Regions from separate parts of the Macaca mulatta genome. Here regions 2 and 3 are each linked to region 1. The links are chromatin contacts, called in public Hi-C maps. All regions are on one chromosome and are shown on one strand. Each heading gives the region's core, a stretch centred on a gene start, on an enhancer-like site or on the middle of the called end of the contact. The rest is flanking DNA. Distances are from core to core; before and after follow the strand shown. Region 1 holds the start of DMTF1 (cyclin D binding myb like transcription factor 1). Region 2 holds the start of ELAPOR2 (endosome-lysosome associated apoptosis and autophagy regulator family member 2). Region 3 holds the start of TMEM243 (transmembrane protein 243).

Evidence for each region. Hi-C and Micro-C count contacts between places; a contact is called where the count stands out from the background.
Region 2: a Hi-C map of fetal cortex germinal zone shows a contact between it and region 1, with 2.4 times the contacts expected there. The contact joins the promoter of ELAPOR2 here to the promoter of DMTF1 in region 1. A contact is called at or near these places in 2 of 14 Hi-C or Micro-C datasets (cortical neurons and fetal cortex germinal zone).
Region 3: a Hi-C map of cortical neurons shows a contact between it and region 1, with 4 times the contacts expected there. The contact joins the promoter of TMEM243 here to the promoter of DMTF1 in region 1. A contact is called at or near these places in 3 of 14 Hi-C or Micro-C datasets (CD4 T cells, cortical neurons and liver).

What each region holds. Positions count from the first base shown.
Region 1 is chr3:132,250,669-132,254,498 of T2T-MMU8v2.0, reverse strand. It overlaps DMTF1 (cyclin D binding myb like transcription factor 1), which reads left to right and starts at 2,185. Exons shown (of 18, transcript NM_001266901.1): 1 at 2,185-2,324. It overlaps LOC114677126, which reads right to left. Exons shown (of 3, transcript XM_028846573.2): 2 at 1-704. The coding sequence ends at 39.
Region 2 is chr3:132,339,795-132,343,624 of T2T-MMU8v2.0, reverse strand. ELAPOR2 (endosome-lysosome associated apoptosis and autophagy regulator family member 2) reads right to left here and starts at 2,046. Exons shown (of 22, transcript NM_001194030.3): 1 at 1,672-2,046. The coding sequence starts at 1,860.
Region 3 is chr3:132,185,210-132,189,039 of T2T-MMU8v2.0, reverse strand. It overlaps TMEM243 (transmembrane protein 243), which reads right to left and starts at 1,729. Exons shown (of 5, transcript NM_001194372.2): 1 at 1,524-1,729; 2 at 637-929. The coding sequence starts at 714.

The DNA of each region.
Region 1 (3,830 bases), core at 936-3,435:
AGAGGAACCACAGTTGCGTCATAGCAGAAGGACCTCTTTTATAGCATCAGCAATGGGACAGTCAGTGCCGAGATTTCGTAGCAGAGAAGGACAGCCGACAAACACCGCCACAGACTAGTATCAACGTTCCAACCCAAGAACTTTTTTCGCGCGCCGACACGGCCGGAAGTGACGCGTGCAGACAGCGCGCGGGGCCGCCCGCGGGACAGAAGAGCGGGAGGGGCAGCGTGCGGGGAGCTGGGGGCGGGGCGCGGCTGCAGCTCCGTTTCCGGTGGCTTGTCGCGCTCGCTCACTCCAGCTGCAGCCACTCTCGCCCGTGGCTGCTTCCTCCATCCTGGTATTTTTTGGAGCCTCCATCCTGGTTCTTCCAAAGTGCCCGGACCCAAAACAGGAAGTAAGTGCGATGGAACCTTCAGGTCCCAACCGCCGTCAGGGCCGCTCCGCCCAGTGGAGCCTGTCCGGCCCCCTTGCTGCCCGCTAGCACCCGCCGGCTGGCGCAAGCTGTCGGCGCCGGGGCACTGCGGGCGGGGTCGGAGCCTGGCCTTCCTGACGTTGCAGCTGCCGTCCCCGCACGTTCCGGCCAGGGCCTCCCTCTTAGGGCCGGGCGGCGCCCGTGGCTCAGGCTGCAGAGTAGGGAAGCGAGCGGCCGCCGAGGCACAGCAGCGATCCGGCGGGGGCGGAAAATGGCGGCGGCTTCGGAGGAGCTAAATGGCGCCGGGACCCCTGGGGGGTGGGGTGGGCCGGGAGGTTGGGTAGAGAACTGGGCCAGAGGGAGTGGAGACAGTAAAGAAGCCCTACTTGTTTTCTTGTGATGTTCTTTTTAAAATTTGTATTTTTGTTACGTTTTCGGTTTTGTTTTATGGTTCAGCGTAGGAGAGGTAGGCTTGGGTGGGGTTGAGAGAGTGGGGGCGGGTCTCGACCCAACTTCCCCTCCTTTGCTTTTTTTGTTGTTCTTTTACCTCGTTTGCGCTTTAAATTCTTCTGTAATTTTGCGGGGGTTCAGCCTTGCTCGGCGATTCACGGCCCAGACTTAGAGAATCGGGTAGCTGGCCGAACCGTCTCTGTCAGTTTGAGTCTCTTTAAAGAAGGGATGTGGGCTGGGGCGCGGGGACAGAGCCCTGGTGGAGCACGGAAAATGCGTCTGTAAAGTAGTAATTACTCTGTTGTGCCGAGTTCCGAGAAAGTTCCTAAAATTAAGTCCACTTTGTTCTCTAAAATGGACTTCGCTTTGAGAATTTCTTCAGGGAGGTATATAGAATGTTTTACCACAATCTCCAGAGCAGATTTGAGAGAAGTGGCCAAGTGCCATTCTGTGCAGTTGAATGATAGAGCATATGTCTTTATATAAAATATTCGGTCTATGAGTCAGGACTCCTCCCTTTCTCATTGAATTTGTGTAGTTGCCTTTTTCGCAACTCGATTCATCTTTGTGTACCTCTTTTTAATGTACATGGATTTGATTTTTGTACGTGTGCCTCCTTTCTGACAGGCGAGGCTGCTTGTTGGGACGTCCTACAAAAATGCATATTCTGTAGAATTATTTTTTAATATGACGTGTCTTGTGTCTTAAAGTGATGCCATTTGGAAAATTTTAAGTTATACCTGTATTTTTAATTCGTGGGAGAAAACTATAAAGCTCCAGTCCAAATACGAAAATATTATTCTACTATGTTGAAAGTATTACAAAATCTGTTTTTTTCAGTTAAGGGTTTCATATTTTTTCATTACTTCAAATTTCTTTAAGCTAGTTTTGAATTTATATTTCAAATAGCTTTCTGAGGATTACTGTCTTTTAATAATTTGAATAATTTACCATCACTTTAACATTTAGAGAATGACTATGGCGGTACACCAAAATCTTATCTTTTTGCTCTTATGGTGTACTAGAGACAAGATTTATTTGGTTAGGATTTAGAAATTGTTAAGATTTAGAGAAAAAAGATTAAAACTACCTTCCTTAACGTTACAAAAATTGTCATGCTGAGACAATCCAGTTTGGTGTGAGAATAGTTTTTTTCTTCCGTACACAAAGCACGAAAACCAGCCTGATTGTTTCTGGAAAAAAACCATTATGTTATAGGTGTGAAAAATACATTTAATGATTTATGGTGATTTTTATCTCATTTTAACTCCCAATACTTCTGTATGCCACCAAACAAGCTAATTTTTTTTCTTACTATTTTAGTTGATAGGCTCACCCCAAAATATGCTTTTTGGGACTGATTTAGCACCTGCATATTCTGCGTGAATCTCTTTAATTGGTTGCAGTTGAGCTAATGGTGGAGCCAAAATGCTATTGCCCTGTCTTCATCAACATTTAATCAGTAAGTACTGGGCATTGCATCTTTCTTAGAACTTTAAGTTCATACTTTGCAGTTATATGAATACATTATTTTATGTAAACATTTTTCTCTTGAGTGTTCAGGTTTTAGAAGTATTTTAAGGGGAAGAAATCAAAGTTTGGGGGTTATGACTTGAGCTTCGAAAACAGCATGGCTGGGAAATGTTTACTGGTAGAGAATCATATCAAAAATAGGTAGCTGTCCTCTAGTCCTTTTTTTAGAGATCTCGTTTTTCAGTGCTTTAGTTATCTCATTACACCCCAGGGGTGCTTTAAAGGTGGGGAGATAGTGTATGTATTTTATAAGGTTAGTTTGATATCATTGGTTAGTATTTAAATCACAAAATCTTGCCTTTACTTTCTCCGCAAAAATCTTACCTTTCTATTAGCCTCATTTATCTCTCCAACATCTACAGACTCTAGTTTTTATTAATGGTGTAATAAACTTACATGTCCTGAAAACAACATCTCATTATTTTAAACAGTTGCTTTTGCCATGCTTCATTAAGTGCATTGGCTTAAATTAACACCTGTGAGGATGAATGCGATAATGTGAAACAAGTGTTCCCTAAGGATTTACTGCCTGGCACATAGATGTTAAAATATTGAGAGAGCTTAGAAGTGTTTTTGAAAGTATTGACGTCTTGCATCACTTGTATTAAACACACATCTGTCTGTTGCAAAGACATCAAAAGCTTAGAAAGGAACTAAGTTTAGGGAGGGTTCATTCTACTTTTTTTAATATCATATGTAGAGACTGCATATTTAACACTGAGGTGTTATTTTGCCTTTCCAGAATGGAGTTTTCATTTTAATAGTCCATTTTTTTTCTTACCACCATATTTTTCACATATGAAAGGATTTCCTGGGAATTGATATACTTTTAAATGCTTTGCAATTTCAGGTCCTTTATGTCTCCAAATGATAAGATGACCCGAGAAAGTGGTAAACTAAATGATTTTTATTAATTTCAAAATAGTAAAGATAAAATACAGATAGTTACCAAATGTATGTGGCATTTGTTTGCTTTCGTGTCATTTCTCCCTTTATCTTGATGGTGCTTTCATTTTGTGAAGAAAATTCCTGTAATAGAAATCACAAATAGATTTTGTGTTTGCTCTGATTCTATAAAGGTAGATAAGTTTAAATAAAAGGAGGAACGTGGTTATCATGTCTTCCCCCGCCCCAATTTTGTAGAAAGATAATCCATTCCATGACTGAATACTAGAAATAAGTTGTCAGGGAAAAGCACACTGGGGAATTCATTATGAACAATTTAATTTTCTACCGTTTCATTTATTTAAATGTCATTTTGATTATGTACACTGTTAGGTCATTTTTCCAATCACCAGTGGTCAAAGCTGATTCATTCACTTCCCATCAGGTGTTATGTATCAGAAATGCTCATTAGGTTTATTTTACTGCCTGTGTATATTTTAGTATCTGATGAGTAAATGTGCTTTAAAAATTAACTTGAAAAAAAAAATTC
Region 2 (3,830 bases), core at 797-3,296, 89 kb before region 1:
TGTTTTAGATTGCAGACTCTTCTTTCTAGGTATACATGTGTAGGACATGTGTTCATCTAAAAGATTAGTCTAGTTGTAGAGACCAAAGGCATCATCTCTACTGGCTCTGACCTTCACCTACTTCAAGCAGATTTTCATTATTAAGAATCGATGTTATGAGAAGCTTAAGACTTTTCAGTTTAGAAACATACATTCTGCATATTAGAAGTTGGGGGCTGGAGGATAAAATTTATCTTGTCACAACTGTTCAATCCGAGATGTCCAAGAAGCAGCTTTCTGTGGAAACCTGGAATAATGGATTATTCCCAGGTGATACATAAAGTTGTAGAATACAGATTAAGCTCATTATACTATTAAAAAAAAAACCCTAGAATTAAACACAGCTGTTTGTTGAGCTCTTGTCCTGATTTGCCCAATTACAACATTGCTGTGTGTTCACACACAAGCCTTTGATCCGATTCTCTTTCATTTCAGTCTGTCCTGGGACCTGTACTGTAGGAGAGAAAGATGAAAATCCATAGATGATGGACGATGTCTAGAATACAGATACTCTGTAATTCAAGTCTCGGTAAAATTCGGAAGTTATAGCAACATACACAAAGAACAGGGTCTGGCCTTTCTTCCCAGAGGGGCTATTGGCTAATCTATTTTTGCTACATTAATTAAAATGACCCATCGCCCAGATTCCTAACAATCTTCCTAAAAACAGTATCTATTCCACATATCCTCTCAACACAATCAAATTAGGTCAGAAATGTTGCTTCCTTCCCCTCACTGATTTTCATTAAGAGGATGCACTTTCTGGAACACTAAATGGAAAGATAAAACACCCAATACAAGTACCAGTGACACCCCCTGTAAATTTTTGGCACACTGTCTCGTTCTTCTAAAAACCAGAGAAAAATCTCATCACCCATAGCTTATCCTTTTTGACCTAAAATCAACAATAATCTCAAGCTATAAAATATATCGCGGCAACACTTCAGCCAGGTGATAAAGCACCTCCCAAAAGGAGCATATTCACTTTGTCTTTTCTAATTTTCCCCATCATCAACCTGCCTCTTCTCTACCAAATACATACTCTTTTTTTTTTCTTTTTCCAAATTCAAATCCACATTTTGTCAGAAGGATGCTAAGTGACACCACACATTGGCTTAGCAAACCCACAGGGCCTGAATCAGGAAGCTGAGGGCAGAGGAGTGCAGGGACGAAGGCGTTTGCAGAGACAGAGGAGTGGAGACAGGGGGAGGAGGAGCGGGAAATCCTCCGGTGTCTGTGTCTGGCTCTCTGGAAAAGCTGTGATGAGATGGTTCTCCAAATCCCACTGGTGGGGCTTCCCCAGTCTCCTCCCCTTCCTGAAATCTTTCCCTCGACCCCAGGTCCTCAAACCTGGCTCTCCAAAAAGGACGCCGCAAAGTCCTGCAGAGCCCCCAAAACACACGGGCGCAGACAGAAAAGCATCCCCCGAGAGACAGCGAAGTCACACATCCTCTCCGGGCCAGCTACCGGGCCGGGCAACTTCACCCCTCGAAGCAAACGAAAGCCCCTGTTCTCCAAGCAAAGGAAAAGGGGATGGCAAACAGAAATAAACAGGCACCGCTCTCAGCCTTCATCTTCCGCGCTCTCCCCCCGCCCCCGCAAACTCCAGGTAGAGGACCAGGTGCTGCTCACCTCCTGGCAAGGAGGAAGCGGGCGGCTGGAGGCGGAGGGCAGGTCCCCAGCCCAGGCCGCCTGGCAGCCGGCGAGCGCCCAGCAGCAAATCCAGGCGGGGCTCCAGGGCGGCGAGCGCCCGCGGCGGGGAGCCTCCGCCGGCCGCCCCCGGCCCCTGCCCCGTACCGGCCCCCGGGAGCGGAACAGCATCTTCGTCCCGCCGCGGTCGGCAGGCCGGCGGCAAGGCAGCCTTCCCGGGGTGCAGCGGCAGCTCCGGCTCCGGCTCCCGGGCCGCGACTGCTGTGCTCTCGGCTCGCCGCTCCCCCGCCCCCTGCCTGTCCGCCCGCTGACAGCTCCGCTGCGCTCGCGGCCCGGGCAGCCAGCGCTGGTGCTCCCGTCACGCCGGAGGGAGGGACCGCCGGGCGCGGGCGCGGCGCGGGGGCGGGACGCGGGGCGGGGACGCGGGAGCTGGGGAGCAGGTGGCGCGGACGGGGGCTGCGGCCCAGCCCGGCGGGTCCCCAGGGGATGCGAGGCGCTCGCCTCGCGCTAGAGGGCGAGAGAGGCTGGGGACCCCGTGGAGTCGGGTATCTCAGGTCCCCTTGGCCCACTGGGAGGGGCGCTCCCGGGATGAAGCTAGAGTAAATACAGGACATCAGGACATTGTTTTCTGGCGGCGGGTCTTTAAAAAGCTCCCTACTTTCCTCATTGCACACAAACACACAGATGCGCCCTGGGAACGTCCCTTGTAAGGATCTGTGCTGGCTAGCGTCAGATCCAATTTCTAGGTGATTAGGGTGTGCATGAAATGGCGGGGAAGAAAGAGGACTGAGGTGTAGAGACGTGGTGTGTGACTCAGTTTTCTCACCTATTTAATGAAAATAATACCCACCACGTAGGATTATTATGAGGATTAAGTAAGTTGAGGTACATAAAGCACTTGGAAGAGTGCCTGGCACACAGTAGGTGACATGTGTTGGTAGTAGTAGTAGCTGTAATTATTGCTGCTATTGGTGTTATTTCGTGGAGATGTGTAACATTGGGCATTAAGCCCTGTGTTTTCTGGAGGAAACAGTTTCTCCATCTGTACAATGATTGGGGTGCTCTTTTCTTCTTTCATTCAAAAACATACTGAACTAGGTGATGGGCACCAACTGGTGAACAAGATGGACACAAGGCCTTCCTCAGTGGCAGGGATCTCAAGATCCCTTCTTGATCTAAGATTCTGTAAATGGGTGAGTTATCGTGTTTTTCAAAAGAAGCATCCAAATTTCTGATTATTGAATACCTGGACAAATCCACCTGGCCCACTCATTGTAAGTTGGCCTGTGGCACATTTGTTTGTGGCACTATCTCTAATGTCCTTTTAACGAAATTTTCACATGACAGTCTCTGTATATGTGTTTGTGTGTATGTATACACACATAGATTTGTGTATCACACCTATATTCTGATTATAACAATGTATGTTCTTTGTAAACATTTTGGAAAATATTGAAAAGTATCAGGAAGAATATAAAAATAACTAGAGATCCTACCACCCAGAGAGCATTGTTAATGGTATTAACATGTTGAGGAATTTCCTTGCTTTTTTTTTTTTTTAACTCTGTGTGTACTGCAAAACTGGACTAATAATTTGTAACCTGCTTTTTTTTTTCTTAACAACATAAATATTTTCTCAAATCATTAAAGTCTCCAACAACACAACTTTAATAATTGTATAATATTTTCTACTCTTTAGATATATGTAATTTACTATTAGATATTAGACATTGAGGATTCAGTGTTATTAATAATTCTGGAAAGAATGCCCTTGGAACATAATCTGTGTGCATATCTTTAAATAATTTGTTATACCTTTCTAGAAGGGAAAACATTGGGTCACATGGTATGTGCATTTTTAAAGTTTTTGATGAATAATATACAAATTCCTTCCAAAAAATTTGTAGCAGTTGTTACCAGCAGTTCATGAGTATTTATTTCACATCACCCTAGATTATAATACTTCTGATATTTACTATTTTGGTAGAAGAGAAAAATGCTATTATTTTTTAAAATGTATTTCTATTATTAGTGACATTGAGTTATTTTTCATATATATCTACTAGCTATTTGCATTTTTCTTTCTCATGTCAGGGTGTGAGAATTTTTCACTGGCACACTTTAGCCATTTTATTGAAGTT
Region 3 (3,830 bases), core at 480-2,979, 65 kb after region 1:
AAAAGATCTCTCCTCAATTGTTGGCCCAGGACATCACATAATTAATCCTTTTTAAAAGGCGTTATACATTTTAAAGCCTAGAATAATGTAGCCCGTTTGGGTTCAGGGACCCTTTGATCACTTCCTGGAATGCAGGCCATCATTCAAGAACCCCTCATCTCAAGCCTCTCCCCTTTCCTTGCTTGGCTGCTTCACTGCTCAGCAATGAACCCTTAACAGTTCTATTTAAACAGGAATCATGAAGCACCCCTTCTCGGCTCTCTTAGGAAGCTTTGGGCACACACCTGAAGCCTCTGGAGGATCAGTCCTCCTGCTGCAGGTGCAGCTGTACAACCACTAAATCAACCTCCCCCCTCCGGAGGGGCTTCCGCACTCCCCAGAAGGGCTTCCAACAACCCCGAACTTTCTGAACTTTTCTCCACTCCAGCCTTCAACGCTCTTGGCCAACCACGTGTCCCAAAGCAGGCAACGACTGACTGGCCGGGCAAACATCTTGAGAGGGAAGCGGTATTGCAGAACCAGCTTCCTCCCTAACAGTGCTTTTAGGAGCAGCAGCAGGACCCAGCCAGGACTCGGCGGGAGGGCAGGCCGCAGACACACCCCCCATCCCAGTCTGGAAACACAATCCGCACTCACCTTGGCGGACGTCTCCCCAAACAGAGGTCTGTTGTCCAGGCCACTGGTGCCATAGGTCCTAGTAGCAAAGTCCTCCATTTTGGGGTTTCTTCACTTTCCCCAAGCCACTTAAAAGCAAGCCAGCATGACTTCCCGAGATCTCAAGTCCACGACAGCAAGCCTCCTCCTCACGGCTCCCGCATAGCCGAACCCGAGTGGTCAGGGAAGTGCTGGCGCCGGCGATGGGTGGGGGCTCACACGCGGAGAACGCTGCCGCTCCGCCCCGGCCCCACGCACCTCCTCATCTTGAGCAGCTGCCGCAGGAAGTGAAAGGAAACAAACACTGCGTGGCGGACTCTCGGCGGGACGCCCCCGCCCGGGCAGCTCCCACTTCCTCAAATCTCGGCCTTCGGCGCCCCCGGCTGCGGTTAGCAAAGCAAATCGCAGTCCCCTCGCCCCGGGAGTGACTCCCACGCCTCGCCCCCCATTTTTTACACAATTAATTTCCCATGTTTTCCCAATTTTCTACAGTGAACACGTATTCCTTCATGTTCGAGGGAGAAAAAGTTTTCTTGGAAGAATGCATTGAGAATCCCTTTTCTAGCCCTCTGCGCCTCGCCCGCTACGTTCCCCAGCGGCGGGAGGAGTGAAGTTGTAGGAGCACAGCCCAGCGCTCCGCACACCCCTCCCGCAGGGCGGCGGGTTCAGGTCGCTGCTCGGGCCGAGCCAAGCAACTTGGATCCCCTCTCAAGTGTTGCTTCTACCCCACGGCCGGCGTGCTCCCCGCACCTCCCGCCGCTGCTCTCCCCGCGCTCTCTGCCGGAACCGCAGCAGGAGTACGGTCAGGGCACAGAGACAGGGAGAATCTCGGCTCGGCCCTGCCCAGATTGGCCCCGCACCCGCCAAACCTCGGCATCCCCTAGGCGCTCGCACACTGGGGGGCTCTGGCCGCGCCGGAGAGAGCGGGCCCTGGGTCCACACCCCCGCCGGGATCCGGTGCCGCGGCCCGGGGACGCGGGCCAGATGCGTGGGGGAGAAATAGACCTTCCGCGCTGGCGGAGGGCGGGAGCGCGGTCCGGGCGCAGCGCTGCGGATCACCTCTAGGGTCCTTCTCGGGTCCCCCGACCCGGACCCGCGGCCTCCGTCGCAAGTCGGCCCGCCCAGGTCGCGTCACAACCGAGGCAGCCAATCCCGCGGGCCGAGGCGCCGCATTGGCTGCGGAGCTTTATTTCTAGAGGTGCCAGCTTAGTCCCCTTAGGGCGGCCAATCTCTGCAGCTGGACGTTTCTCAGCTCCTTAGCCCTTAGTAATTAGTGTCCATGCGATCCACTTGGCAAAGCACATTTTTGCAGATAACCTTGCACCTGGCTGAAAGCATCTTAAAAACAATCAACCTGCTTTAACCACCTCAGTCTTCGCTTAACAAGGACAGAATGGCAGTCACTGGTAATTTTGGTTTAGGGTTGTTTGCGTGTTTGCCTTGATTTGTTCTGTGACAGAGATCTTATGTGTTTACAGAAAGTTAGGAGGCAGTAGTGCTAGATACGTCTTTGACTTGTCCGTCATGCCGCCAGTGATGGTGCTGACTCAGCACGTTTGCAGCTGTGGAGCCAGCGCTTCGCGTACCAATCTCGTCTTCCAGGTTTTAGGATATAGACAACTGGAGGTGGACAGGTCATTAAAAGTAACAACGACACTCTGCATTTTGAATCATGTATAAATATTTGGAAACATACAACCACGCTGGATTCTCAGGGCACTATATAGCGCCTAGATTGAAGAGAGCTCTGAAAACGTTTGTGTGCAGGGAGGGTCTGGGTTGGAACGTTGTACCCACACAACATTTAGAATCCAAGTCATGATTCTAGGCGTCCACTCAACAGTTTAGGGCACGGGATGGACTACAAACGATGTAGATACATAGATCTGGAATTTGCAACACTGAGTAGAATTAGTACGGTGAATATCTGACCTACAAGTTATATATTTTACAAATCATGTTTGTTTGCTCAGGACTTCCTGATAAAACAGCAGTGCTACACAATCCTGCACCCAGTTATCTTAGAAGATTGAATGGCGGTACAAATAACTTTATTCACTCACATTTAGCCACGTTCAACAAAATACTTTTGAGAATCTGCTATGTACCGGACAACTACCAGACGTGGTGATATAGTGATGAAGACACAGGCATAGTCATAGCCTTGAAGCTAGAGTGGAAAACAGAGATGCATAATTAGAATCTAGAGAAAAGAGATACGGTGGCTAAAAGCACAAGCTTTGAGGTTGATCGTTTCTGCCTTCAAACCCTGATGCCACCATCAACAAGCTATGTGACCTTAGACAAGTTATCTAACCTCTCTTGAGCCCCTTCATATGTAAAAAGTGAAGATCATAATAATAAGTGGAACTATAGTATCTATGTTCAACATTTTTTGAAAAAAGTAATAAAGAATATATGATACCAACAAATAAATATTCAAATAGTGGCTGTCATAAATGGTGACAAGTGCTGTGAACTGGACACAATGGAATGCTATGAGGATACATGGGAGGAAACCCAATAGCTTCAGGTGGCAGGGAAAGTTTTCTTGAGGAAGCCCAAATCAGGACCCAAAAGGAGAATGTGAGTTAGCCAAGATGAGGAGGAGAAGCAAAAAGCCAGTCCAGAGAGGCCAGATATCGTGGAGGCTATGTTGGAGGTGGATAGTTGAGTAAGGTAACGTGACCTTAGCACTTGAGAGCTGCTTATTCCCATCTCATCAATTTTCTATGTCTCTGTTTCATTTGTTTTCCTAAAAACCAGCTTCCTCTGCTTCCTCATGATCACTACTTTTCCAAAACTTCAACTTGCATATGGCTTTAGTTTGTTTTGGTGCTAAACTCAAGGAAAATGGACCTTACAGCTCCAGTGTCCACCACTGCTTGGCAGGCCCGGTCTCTGTTTCTCAGTTCAGGTTCTCACAAGGAGTTTTGATTGGGACAGCCTGGATTATGAATGGATTTATAGTTGCATCAAGCTCTTCACCCTCAGCCAATAGGAAGGACCAAGTGACACCTAGCTTCTAAGGTCTGCCTCCTTTAGCCAAGTGGGATAGAAGATTATTTAAAAGAAGACAGTATATGTGGAAGTCAATGGTAAGATTCTCCAGTGCCTTGTGCTCGAAGTGTGGATCTCCAGACCAGCAACGTGGTCATCACCTTGTTAGGAATGCA